Regions from separate parts of the Mus musculus genome. Here region 1 is linked to region 2. Evidence: chromatin contacts called from public HiCAR-type data. All regions are on one chromosome and are shown on one strand. Each heading gives the region's core, a stretch centred on a gene start, on an enhancer-like site or on the middle of the called end of the contact. The rest is flanking DNA. Distances are from core to core; before and after follow the strand shown.

The links. HiCAR-type assays count read pairs that join an accessible place to other places.
Region 1: a HiCAR-type map of astrocytes shows a contact between it and region 2, with 3 times the contacts expected there. The contact joins the promoter of Zfp595 here to the promoter of Cdk20 in region 2. A contact is called at or near these places in 2 of 39 promoter capture datasets (cranial neural crest and hippocampal neurons) and 1 of 115 datasets of contacts at active chromatin or transcription factors (astrocytes).

Annotation. Positions count from the first base shown.
Region 1 is chr13:67,330,987-67,338,118 of GRCm38.p6, reverse strand. It overlaps Zfp595 (zinc finger protein 595), which reads left to right and starts at 5,559. Exons shown (of 5, transcript NM_177622.3): 1 at 5,559-5,652. The coding sequence starts at 5,647.
Region 2 is chr13:64,429,640-64,435,979 of GRCm38.p6, reverse strand. Cdk20 (cyclin-dependent kinase 20) reads right to left here and starts at 3,427. Exons shown (of 8, transcript NM_053180.2): 1 at 3,310-3,427; 2 at 2,890-3,003. The coding sequence starts at 3,384. 1700015C15Rik (a long non-coding RNA gene) reads left to right here and starts at 3,544. Exons shown (of 3, transcript XR_873594.1): 1 at 3,544-3,626; 2 at 4,575-4,729.

The DNA of each region.
Region 1 (7,132 bases), core at 4,310-6,809, 2.9 Mb before region 2:
CTGCGGCCTCATAAAATGAATTTTGAAAAATTTCCTTCATTTCTATTTCTCTGAAATAATCAAGGATTATTGGGAGGCAGAGGCAGGAGGGTTTCTGAGTTCGAGGCCAGCCTGGTCTACAAAGTGAGTTCCAGGACAGCCAGAGCTATACAGAGAAACCCTGTTTCGAAAGAAAGAAAGAAAGAAAGAAAGAAAGAAAGAAAGAAAGAAAGAAAGAAAGAAAGAAAGAAAGAAAGAAAGAGAGATTATTGGCTTTAGCTTTGCTTTGAAAATCTATTTCATTCAGGAGAGAGTTGTTTAGAAAATGCCCTCTTCCCAGCCTTAAGTGGGCTGAATGAGACCTTGTTTTGCCCACCTTTACAAGCCCACCTCGGGTAGAATATTCTGACCTAGGTAAAGCCTATTGTCCTGCCACATCTCCAGCTTCCTGCAAGAAGCCACTACCTGCTGAGCAGCTGAGCTTGTTCTGATCCTGACAAAGCAAAGCGATCCTGGCATAGTAGGGGATGGGTCCCCCCCCCCAGCCCCCCTTTAAAATTTAGACTCAAGGATTAAACATTGGGTCTTGATCAGAAACTTTGTCTTGATCCCACTCTTCTCTTGCTGTCCATCCCATACAGCCCCAGCTTTCCTTTCAGGAAAAAGTTCTCTGTAGAGCTGGTGGCTACATTTAGATTTCCTATGATTTTTAGGATTTCTGTTGTTTCTGTTGTTCTTAAAATTCTGGTCTAATCCATGGTGGTCTGAATGGACGCAGTAGGTTATTTCAATTTTCGTATGTCTGGTGAGAGTTGCTTTGTGACAGAGTACGTAGTCAATTTGAGAGAAATTTCCATATGAGCTGAAAAGAAGGTATATTCTTTTGTTTTTGGGTGAAATGTTCTGCAGGTATCAGACAGATCTATTTGTTTTAATGTTTGTTATTGATGCTATTCTTGTTGGTTTGTTTAGCTTTTGAATGGATAACCTGTCCATTTAGTAATAGTGGGGAATTGAACTCTCTGCCAATTAATATGTTAGGGCCAATGTTGGACTAAGCTTGGTAATGTTTCTCTTTTAGTCATGGGTCCTTGTATTTGTGATATAGATGTTAAGAATTGAAACATCATCTTTATGGATTTTTCCTTTCATGAGTTTGGTTTCTTTGGTTTCTTTTATTAATTTGGGTTTGGATTCTATTTTGTTACACAATACAATACAATAGCTATACCATCTTCTATCTGACATTCATTTGCTTGGACAATATTTTTATAAACCTTTACTCTGAGCTGACAGCTATCTCTGATGTTGAGGTGTATTTCTTGTAGATGGCAGGATGGTCTTTTTTGCCTTGCAACCATTCAGTTAGTTTATGTCTTTTTACTGAAAATTTAGTTTATGCCTATTTATTGAGAAATTGATTCTAATCTTTAGTGTTTTGATTATTGTATGACAAGGAGACAGCAGTAGTTTGAACATGCTTGGTCCATGGGAAGAGGCACTGTTAGGAGGAGTGGCCTCATTTGAGGTAGAGTCTTGCTACAGGAAGCATGTCACAGTGGAGGTGTGGCTTTGATGTCTGAAACATCTAGTCAAGTCTGGCCAGTGTGATCCAGATCCTCTTCCTTGCTGTCTCCAGAAGGCAGTCACGGATAAAGATGTAGAACTCTTGGCTCTGCAAGTGCCATGTCTGGCTAAACTCTACCATGTTTCCTACCATGATGATAATGGACTAACCCTTGAAAATATAAGCCAGCCCCAATTAAATGCTTCCTAAGAGTTGCCTTAATAATATTGTCCCTCCAGAGAAATGACACCCTAAGTAAGACAGAACTTGGTACCAGGGACTTGGTTATTTTCTGTGATAGGCCTCAGCATGTTTTTGTTTGGCGGAATATGGATTTGGAGAGTGTGGATTTGGAAAGCAGTGGAGTGCTTTAGGAAGGGCTTAATGGGAAATGCTAGTAGGAATATGGAAGACTTTGGTGCTGAGGGTGACTTGAACTGTGGGGGACTGGCTCAAAAGATTTCACAGACACCCCCCCCCCCCGTGTGTGTGTGTGTGTGTGTGTGTGTGTGAGAGAGAGAGAGAGAGAGAGAGAGAGAGAGAGAGAGAGAGAGAGAGATGTTTGATGAAGAATTTAGCTACTTTGTTTCCTGATCAAAATACTCTGCCTGAGGATGAAGCAATTTAAAGGGATTTAGATTAAATGTATTAGGTAAAGAAATGTTAAACATCCTAGTTGTTTTGGTTAGGGTTTTATTGATGTGAACAGACGCCACAACCAAAGCAATCTTATAAAGGACAGCATTTAATTGTGGCTGGCTTACAGGTTCAAAGGTTCAGCCCAGTATTATCAAGGAGGGAACATGGCAGAGTCCATGCAGGCAAGGTAAAGGAGGAGCTGAGAGTTCTACATCTTCATCTGAAGGCTTCTAGCAGTAGCATTCCCAGGCAGCTAGGACAATGGTATTAAAGCCCATACCCACAAGGCCACATCTACTCCAACAAGGCCACAGCTCTCAATATTGTCATTCCCTGGGCCAAGCATATACAAACCATCACATTCCACTCCCTTGCCTCATAGACTTGTTCAAACACAAGTCTCAGTGGGTCAGATATAGCCATAGCATAATTTAAAAAGTACATTTAGTCCAACTTCTAAAATCTATGCTAGTATCAACAATGTCATAAATCCAAAGTTCAAAGTCTCTTCTGATATCCATCCAAACATTTAACTGTAATCCTTGAATCAAGATAGGAAACCAGCTCAACAAACTCCAAACTCTGCATTTTCATGTCTCATGACAAAGTGGTCTTCAGATCTCCAACTCCATTTTTTTTTTTTAATCTTTGTTGACTACAACAAACTTGTTTTCCTGGATTGATTCCACTCCTATAAGTAGTATTCCTCCAGAGATATTTTATGAATCTGGCATCTCGAAAATCTTGCAGTCTCCAAGGCAACTTCAATATTGTAGCTTCTTGTTTCAGTGTCTGATATTCACAGACAATCTTCTGGCCTCCTTCAAAGGGTTAATATCCCTTCTCCAGCTCTGTTATCTGTAGCATTTGAGGCTCAGGTTGATCCACTCCACTGCCACTGATGTTCTGGGTTATCATCCCATGGTAATGACATCTTCAATACACTGGGGTCTTCTGCTGAAGCTAGGCTTCACCAACAGTAGCTTCTCATGAGATCTCTTCATGGTGCCAAGCCTCAAATCCTTTGCCTGACCCCTTCATTCCTGGGCCAACAACTGAGGCTGCACCTTCACCAATGTCCTTCCATGACCTCTCACAGTGCTAAGCCTCAGCTGCTCTTCATGACCACTTCATGCCTTCAAACCCAGTACCACCTGGGTGACTCTTACATATTACCAAGTATAGCTGCAGTACAAGGTACAACCTTGGCTATCTCTGGAACACAGTTTTTTTGTGTGCTCAGAAAATAGTTCCCAGAAGATTTCACCTCAATGATACTGGGCTCTCCTTAATCACCACTAACATCTTAGTTCCAGGTAGCCATCAATTATCCCAGTAGTACCTTCTGTTTTTACTCTAAAGCCAGAGCCACATGGCTAAAGCTACCATGTTCTACTGCTTACTGGCACTGGAACATTGGTGCCCTTATTCTATTACCGGCTTTCTGTTTTCCAGCTACCTCACTGTCTGAACTTGGCTTCCCTGGAACTTGCACTGTAGGCTGGCCTTGAATTCAGAGATCTGCATGGCCTTGTCCCTTGTAATGATGGGATTAAATGTGTATACCACTTTGCCTGGATCTAAACTTAGCTGGATGGAATCTTGTCCCAAAATTCTTCAAGCTGTTATTTTCAAGAACATAGGATTCAGCTCCATTTCACTTCTTGGTGTCCCTTTAAGACTTGAACCATATATTTTATTTGTTTTTCCTATGCTTGCTAAGCTTGTTCAAAATGCTCTTCATGAAACTTAACCAGAGAACAAAGTCTCTACTGGGCTATTTTCAGACTTCTTTTGTCAATACAATTAATATAAATCTCTTTACCTTAGACTCAGGTAGACTCATCAGACAAGGACAAAAAGCAGCCACATTCTTCACCAAAATACCACAAAAACTGTCTGTAGGCCACATCACTATCAGCAACAAAGTCTTTCATATTCTTTCTAGGATAGCCCCTTCAGCCCCATTTGAAGCATTCTACTGCTTCCCAATCCAAAGTCCCCAAATCCACATTCTTCCAGACAAATGCGTGGTCATGCCTATCACAACAATACCCCACTCCTGGTACCAACTCCTGTCTTAGTTCAGTAAATAGTACATAGCCTAGTTGTCTTAGGGTTTTAGAGCTGTGAACAGACACCACAACCAAGGCAAGTCTTATAAAAGACAACATTTAATTGGGGCTGGCTTACAGGTTCAGAGGTTCAGTCCAATAATAAGGAGGGAACATGGCAGCATCCAGGCACGCATGGTACAGGAGGAGCTGAGAGTTCTACATGTTCATCTGAAGGCTGCTAGCATACTACTGCTCCCAGGGAGCTAGCAATGGGGTTTGTAACTTTGACTCAAGCATGAACTGCACAAGAATAAGCCTTCCAAAGAAGAGATGGGAATTCTCAATACTCCATGTTTCCAGTGTAACTTCTTTAATACAGTGATATCATTTGACAGTTATATGAACACATTTCTGATACCTTTGTATTCAAGAAGGAGTTATCTTGATGTTCTGCTTCAGAGAAATGTGGGAAGTTCAAGGCAGATACCACTGATGTTCAAATATGGTGAAATATGAATGATGACAGGATCATCAGAGACACAGGAAAATTAATAAGGAACATCAAACCTAACAAAGGAAATCCTATAGTGCACAATGGACCAAGGACGCTTGCCATCCTGTTGTTTCCAACCTTTTCCCCTTCAAACCTGTGCCCAGGGATAGTGGCCTAGCCTTGGTCCACTGTGCACTATAGAATTTCCTGTGTTAGGTTTTGATGTTCCTTATTAATTTTCCTGTCTCTCTGTACATATACCTCTGTGATCCCAAGAGCTCTGTCTGCCTGCCCCCTTCCCCTTGGGAGAGATGCAGGGGAGGAAAGCAGTGCTCAGAAACCACCTGGTGGTAATTAGCTTTGAATTTTAATTTGTTTCTCTTAACCACCTGAGATGCTGCAAGACAATCAGGGTCACCAAGGATGGTTTCAAGAGCATCTTCAAGAGATAATGCTCAGTCCTAAATTAGCTTCCATATTTTTAAGTAACTGATGAATTTTCCATATGGTAGTAAAATACTTTAAATTCCTTTAAAACCACAGCGTCCTAGCAGAAATAACTAGGAAACGTGGTAAACATCACTGTAAAAGGTTCGATGCACAGGCTAACATAGGGTGCTGCGACCACCGGACTTTAAGAGTCCAAATGCCCGTGTCTGCCCATCTGCAGATCCTTGTTTATTCCTAACTTAACCTACTCACGGGTGGCAGGAATTCTGGCGGACAACAAACTAGTTCTGTGGGTTCCTGGAAGTTCTTCGCACTGACTTGTGGGAAATGTAGTCCCTACCACGTTGACGTCACCAAAAGGCTGGCTGTTCTTATCAAACTTCCGCATTTGATTTTCAAACTTAAGCTTCTCCCCAAAGTTAGGCGTCTGTCCTGTTGAGCACTGCGTTTGGATCTCTGACATGGAGGTTGGTGCAGGGAACAGCGCCATCTTGCAGATCTGAGGGACTGTGCAGGGTGGCTGGTCGGGCGCTGAAGATGATTTGAGCTGACCTGGAGATGCTGTGCTGACCTAGGCTGGGCCACTGCCCCTGGGCACAGGTTTGAAGGGGAGAAGGTTGGAAACAACAGGATGGCAAGGGCAGGCTGGGTCTGCTGACTGCCTCTGCCTGAGATGCTGAAGGGAGCGCACTCATCTTTACTGGGGAAACGTGCTCTGCCTGTGCCTACATAGCTGTAGTCAGATTCTCGGGACATACAGAACACGTGGACGTCTAGTGCCTACTAAACTTTATATCCCGTCCACTACTCCAGTTTGATCTCACAAATCTTCCTAAAGTTCTTGATGTCCAGGGACAGAGAGACCTGTGAGGGTGATTGTTTTATGGAATGTTAGTTTCTTTTCCTTTGCAATGAATTGTTGGATTTATGGATGCCTCGAGTTGAAAAGAATTCTGAAGGTACAATCCTATACCTGAATCATCACAATACATGGCTACATAGACACAGAGTAATTTTGTAACTGGTATGAACCAGTGTTTGCCCAAATATGGAATTTGCCCTTCTGCTTAAAAATCGTTAGACAATAATCCTCTTAATAAGTGTTCTGTCCAAAATTTGGACTCCTTTTCAAATATAAAAGATGAGTTGATGTGTGTGTGTGTGTGTGTGTGTGTTTGTTTTTTTCAGGGTTTCTCCACCACAGCCCTCCCCCCTATCTCAGGTGATCTTGCTTATATTGTCACTTTTCAGTCAAACCAAGGGTTAGTGAGCCAGAGCCTGGCTCGTGGCATTCAAGTCTACTCCCAGAAATCATGGGCTTCAGACCACCTTGTCCTATCTACTGGGATTTTCAATGAGTTTCTAACCATACCTAGGATAACAGACATTTCCTCGTTAACTTTGCTAATCTGTAGAAAAAAAAAATAACAGTATATGAAGTCGGAATCGCAATGCTGCCTTGTACATCAAAACATGTTCCTTACAAAGTAGAGAGAGTACAGCATTGTGCTCATATACAATTTATAGGCACCTTATGTTCATATATATTTTTAATTAAACAGCTCTATGACAGAAAAGAGAACTTAAGTGTAATTCTATGACACATTTCTGTCACTTCTGCTTTTTGGGGAGGAGTCAGGAATCCAGAGAATCAAAATCATCGTCTCCTTTATAGCCAACTCAAAGTGAGCCTAGGCTACATGAGACCATGTGTTTTAAAAAGATTCTTAGAACATAGCTTTTCTTTTTCTACGTGGTAATTACTTCTGGTTGGTCTCAGTTCTGAGCACCAGTGCCCTGATAGAAATCCATCCAATTGACATCTTCTAATTATGAAAACTTACAAATGGGCTGTAAGAAGTTCCGTCGAATGTATTTGAAATGTTACATCCAAATTTTCACTAGTATCCTTCTGTTAATGACTAGTGTTTGGGGTTAGAAACCTGA
Region 2 (6,340 bases), core at 2,178-4,677:
TCAGGGCTCATAGTGCTCTGCTATCCAGAGATAAGATGGCCTCTACTCTCCCACTAATTAGGGAAAAGATCAGGTGACTTAGTGGACAGCAGCAAGCATTCCACTGCTCAACCCATCCTATCCACATGGCACATCACCTAGAGAGGTACACTCAAGTACCAACTGTCACCCATTACCTCTAGGACCAGGAAATCCCAGCAACCTGGGAACAGAACCAGAAATCGCATCTCCCCCAGTGTTGGAACAATGAAGGCACATCAGACACCATAGTTGCCGATATCTTAAGGCCCAGGTTGCACAGGGCAGTGAGCTAGGATGCAAGGACTTGAGGAGCTTAGAAAACAGGGAATAAATGGAAGGTATAGGACTAGAAGGCGGTGGGACTGTGAGAGAGCAAAGGAAGTGTGTATACTTTATTTAGAAGGGGTTTGGTCACCGGGCAGTTGGTGGCGCATGCCTTTAATCCCAGCACTTGGGAGGCAGAGGCAGGCGGATTTCTGAGTTCAAGGCCAGCCTGGTCTACAGACTGAGTTCCAGGACAGCCAGAGCTATGCAGAGAAACCCTGTCTCAAAAAACTAAAAAAAAAAAAAAAAAAAAAAAAAAAAAAAAAAAAAAGAAGGAGTTTGGTCAGAGGTAGGTCTGGGGAGGAGGTCTGAGCATGGAAAACAGAAACAAAAAAGTACAAGGGCCAAAGACTAGCAGAGATGGCTAGAGGGACAAGAAGTAAGTGTCTTTTTGGAAAGGACTTGAACTCACCATGTAGAAGAAGATGACCTAATACTCTGCATCCTTCTGCCTCCACTCCCTAAGTGCTGGGATTACAGGTGTGAACCACAAAGTCCAGCTGAATAGTAGTACATCCTTTAGGGGATGAACATGTCTATTCTGTCCCGTGCTCCTGCAACCTATATGGATGCTAGTTCCTGAAGGGATGCCTAAGAAGAGGTAGCTAGTGAAGAAGATAGAAAGACTGGGGACAAATCTACTCCATGTTTTTTGCATGCATCTGTGTGTTTGGATGTACCCATGGCTGAAGTCATGGGTCTTCTCTCCTTTTTTTTAAAGATTTATTTATTTATTATATGTAAGTACATTGTAGCTGTCCTCAGATACTCCAGAAGAGGGCATCAGATTTCGTTATGGATGGTTGTGAGCCACCATGTGGTTGCTGGGATTTGAACTCGGGACCTTCGGAAGAGCAGTTGGTGCTCTTAACCACTGAGCCATCTGGTCAGCCCTGAGTCTTCTCTTTAATTGCTCTCTACATTATGTGTCGAGGCAATGTATTCCTATTGAATTCAGAGCCTTCCCAATACACTAATCTGACTAACCAGCTTGCTCCAGGGGTCTCCTGTCCAGTACCTTATAAGTACTGGACTCACAGGTGGAGTATCGCACCCACCTGACATTCACCTGGATTAACAGTTCCCACCAAGCCATTTCCCCATCCCCTAGTTTTTTGGTTTTTGTTTGGTTTTGTTTTTGTTTTTTTTTTAATGAAAACTTGGGACTAGAGAGACAGTTCAATGGTTAAGAGTACTTGACGCTCCTGGAGAGGACCCAGATTTGGTTCCCAGCATCCACATAGTGGCTCACAACCATCCGTCTCCAGTTCCAGGGAATATGATGCCCTCTTCTGGCCTCAATGGGCACAAGGCACACACACAGTACACACACATAAACACATGCAAAATGTTCCTACGCATAAAGTTAAATATAAATTAATTAACCAGGTAAAATGGCAACGTCAGGACGGCTGTCAATCATCAGCATCCTTATGGGTCTTGAACCACCTGTCCCACACATAAGCTGCCTGGAAAGCCCTTTTATTTTCAACAACAACAAAAAGGAACCACCTTAGTGAAGGTTTTATTTTGGCAGTAAACCAGCATTGGAACAAATAAAAATACACACCTACATTCAGACAGTACACATGTTACACACAGTACACATATATAAACACATATCTCATGTTATAAAGATGAGGTATGAACACATATCTCATCTGCAGTAAATTTTGAGGCACACACCACTACACTTCACAATACAGGAGCACACAAACTGATTCCATCACACATAAGCTCTCAGGAATCAGACTGAGACCAATTCCTCAGTGTCACTAGTGCTGTGTACAGGCCAGAATTTTTAGGAGGCCCCAGGGGCATTCTGGCAGTGTCACTCAGCTGCAGACCCATGAGCTGATGATAAAAGCCAAGCATTCCCCTGTGCTTAACAAAGACCCTGAAGAGAAAGAAAGAAAGAAAGAAAGAAAGAAAGAAAGAAAGAAAGAAAGAAAGAAAGAAAGAAAGAAAGAAAGAAAGAAAGAAAGAAAGAAAGAAAGAGGGAGAGAGAGAGAAAGAGAGAGAAAGAGAAAGGAAGGAAGAAAGGAAGAAAGAAAGAGAGAAAAGCAGGGTGAACGGAGGGTGACCACACATGAAAGTCTTTAAGATATCCTTCAGAACAAAGTAGGGGCTCAACGGGTGCAAACTGCTGAGAAGTCAGCATGGTTAGGGGCATAATTTAATGGCCCAGCACCTGTCTAGCATAAGGAAGGTGGGAGAGCAGGTATAGGAAGGAAAGGAGAAAACAAAAAGAAACACACACAATAGTTAAAGGGGGGGGGATGCATAAACATATGAGCAATGGGTGTGTAAATGAGAGAGAATGGGAGGGTTAAGTACTCAGGTGAGAGTGGATCTGGGAGCATAAATAAGGAGTAAGCAGGAGGGGGCAGAATGGGGATTAGAAAGGACTCCTTTAAAGTGTATACTGGTGAGTAGAGAGGGATGGAAATGAATGAAAGTGGTCGAGAAGCTGCTGTCTTGGAACCTGCCACCGGTCTTGTTCACCCGAGCCCTGCATGACCACCTGAGCCCAGCCCCACTCACATATTGACTGTCCTCTATCTCCTGCAGAGCCTTGATTTCTCTGAGGGCCTGGTTAGGAATACCATCCTCCAGCCGCCGCAAGGCCACCTTCTTGAGGGCAACGATCTCGCCAGTCTGTGCAGGAAAGAGTGCCGACACTGCCAGAGACCTTTGGCAAGGTAGGGGCAGGGAGAGAACACCCCAGGAGCGAGACACCCCACAGAGACCCGCCCCTAAGTCGGGAAGATCTGAACCGACCGCCAGGGGTCGCGCTCCCGCAGTCCGGCCGCTGGAAGCGGGATCGCCACAGATGGGACCCCGCCAAGTATCCTAAAGAGACCTCTGAGGCGCGCCCGCGCGCGCTAGCAGATCTCTACACGGAAAGACTGCAGAGGGAGCGCAGTGGGCATCCCTCGGACTGCACGTGCGGCATGGTCTCACCTCTACGTGCTTGGCTTTGAAGACGATGCCGTGGGCGCCCTCCCCGATGCGACCGAGGATGCAATACTGGTCCATGTCGGCCCGCGGTGCCCAGATCCTACTCTACAGGGATCCAGCATAGGCTCCTGCAAGCGTTGCCTAGCAATAACGCGTCTAGCAGCTGCTCCGTAAAGCACGTGACCGGAAAGACCAGTGCTGAGCTCAGTCAGGAATCTGCATCCCCTCTAGGCAGCACCTTTCCGCAGCCTTCGGCAGTCACTCTATCGTAATCTAACGCTCCAGGACGTGGCCATAGCACCACGTGACAAGAAACGCTGGTGCGTGGGGCTGAGAGGGGCAGGGCTACGCATGTAAAGGGTGTGTTCATTCGCCCAGAGGCGGAGCCTCTGGTAGGGAGGTGGATCTGGTGGAAGACTTCCAGAAACCAGCAAGAGTATCAGGTGGCAGGCACTCACTCAGCCGCTCTCTACATTTAGGCCTCTTTGTAACTGACGCAAATCATTGTTGCAGACAAGCACAGAGCTGAGTCGTGGAGTGTCTTAGTTAGGATTTTACTGCTGTGAACAGACACCATGACCAAAGTAACTCTTATAAGGACAGCATTTAATTGGGACTGGCTTACATGTTCAAAAATTCATCCTTTGTTATCAAAGGAGGGAGCATGGAGCATCCAGGCAGGTATGTTGCAGGAGGAGCATATTCAACTGCAGGCTGCTCGGAGAAGACTCGCTTCCAGACAGCAAGAGTATTAAAACCCACTTCCACAGTGATACACCTACTCTAATAAGACCACACCTGCTAATAGTGCCACTTCCTAGCCCAAGCATATACAAACCATCACATGGAGAATCACTTGGGTCTTTGGTCCCCAAAGGGCATCATGAATCCAAGTACCTTTTTTAAAAAGCTTACTAGCACTGACGATAAAGCTCCTTTGGTGAGGTGCTTGCCTAGAGTGAACAAAAGCCTTTGGTTCGACTCCCTGTACCACCTATGTTGGTTGCTCTAAATCACATCTGCCGTCCCAGTACTTGACAGGGTCTTATTAATCTACACAGTGCGATGCATCCTGCTTAATAAGAGACCTTATCTCAAAATAGAGAGAGGTGTCCACAAGTATATGAGATGACGACCAGCACCCCTACTAATTAGGAAAAATGAAATCAAACCACAATAAGATATCTTACACCCTTTAGGATGATTACTATCAGGAACGTAGATGATAAACCTGATACAGTTGTTCTGACTATAACTCTTGTATCCAGCAGGCCAAGACGAAGAGAATCTCAAGTACGAAGCCAGTATGGACAAGGTTACCTGCTAACATGGTAAAGCTGTGGAGAAATCAAGACAGAAGAGAGGGGAGAAGAACCTACACTAACGTGGGAAGGCAAGGATGCCAAGAAATTACCACTTTTGTGTGCGTTTGTTAAAAAGTGTTTCAGGGGTGGTTGCTCACTCCCTACAATCCCAATACTAGAGAGACTAGGAGTTGCAGGAGGATTGCCTCAGGTTCCAGGCCAGCCTGAGCTACAGTGTGAGACTTTCTCAAACCCAAAAGAAACGAAACTTTTAAATAGAATATGAAACTAGCCAGGCTCTATGGACTGGCTGTGGGACCCTCTTCTCAGGGAATGAGATAAGTGAAAGTTTTTGCCATACCTGTGGCACACACTACGCCTAGGTTTAAATCAGAAAAAGGAAATCCAAGTGTGGACTAGGGGGTAGAGGGAGCGTGAGGGGGCAGAAGCCCAGGAATTTGAGCTTATCCTTGATTGTATGCTGAGTGTAGCTTTCATTGGCTAATTACCTCTGAATTAAGGAGATTGTAGCATTGATATCCAAAACTAATACACTGGGGTTTTGTTTGTTTGTTTGTTTATTGTTTGAGACAGGGGCCACACAGTATTACTCTAGCTGACCTGAAACTCACTCTGTAAACCAGGCTGGCCTCAAACTCACAGATGTCCACCTGCCTTTGACTCCCAAGTCCTGGGATTAGACAAGACTATTCTCTTTGAAAAGTTTGTCTCACCCAATATTGTGAGTTCCAGACCTTTGCTGAAGCCTTTCCGCTTTCCAAAGGGACATTGGCCCACTTGCCTTGCCCTTCTTCTCAATTCCCTCTGCCTTGCTAAAAAAAAAAAAAAAGTTAAATTACATTCCTAAAGCAAGCCACCAAGGTCTGGTTCCTTCTTGGCCAATTCTTCCTCCTGAGGCTGCTACCAGTGTCCAGCTATCAAAGTATTAAAGTCGGGAATTAAAAGCCCCCTTTGGCTCACCTAATTAACATGTCCAATTAAAATTAAACACCCCATCCTAATATGGGTTTTTCCCTTTACCTTTATAAACCACCATTTGCCTATGGGCCATGTCTGTCTTTTCTCTATCCAAAAGCAGTCCTTTGTCATCCTGGGACAAATATACTTGCCTCCTCTCCCCCTCTTCTCCTTCGTCCTCTATCTCCTGTCTTTGTCTCTTATCCCCTGCCCTCTGGGGTAAATAAATCTTCGTGTTAAGAATTTGGGGTCCTGAGGCAATAACTTCCCTTTCACTGTCAACGGATGTCAGTATCGTGAGCTGAATATGTATAAAGTTCTAAAAGAGTTTTTAAAGGGAAAGAAAAACTTCTTATACTTAAAAACAGAAAGCATCATCAGCCCCCTTCCAGGTAGTGCAGCCTGTGATTTCAGCACTTTGGGATGCTGAAAGGCAGAAAGATCATGAGTTCAAAACCAGCCTGTACTACAGAGTTCAATGTCTCAGTAGCTGAGAGAATTCTAAGAAAGAAGGGAAATCAGTTTTCTCCAGGGAGAAGTCCCCTAATAGGCTATCCAGTCCAATTGGTCACTCCTATACATATAAGCAAAACTAAATGAGTTTGTGTGTGTGTGTGCGTGTGCGCACGCTCATGTACATATGTGTATATGTGTAACAATAATAATTAAAGAAGAGGTCATGAATTTAAGAGGGAGTAAGAGGAGACAGAAGAAATTGGAGATGAAATGATGTAAATACAGTACTCATTGTA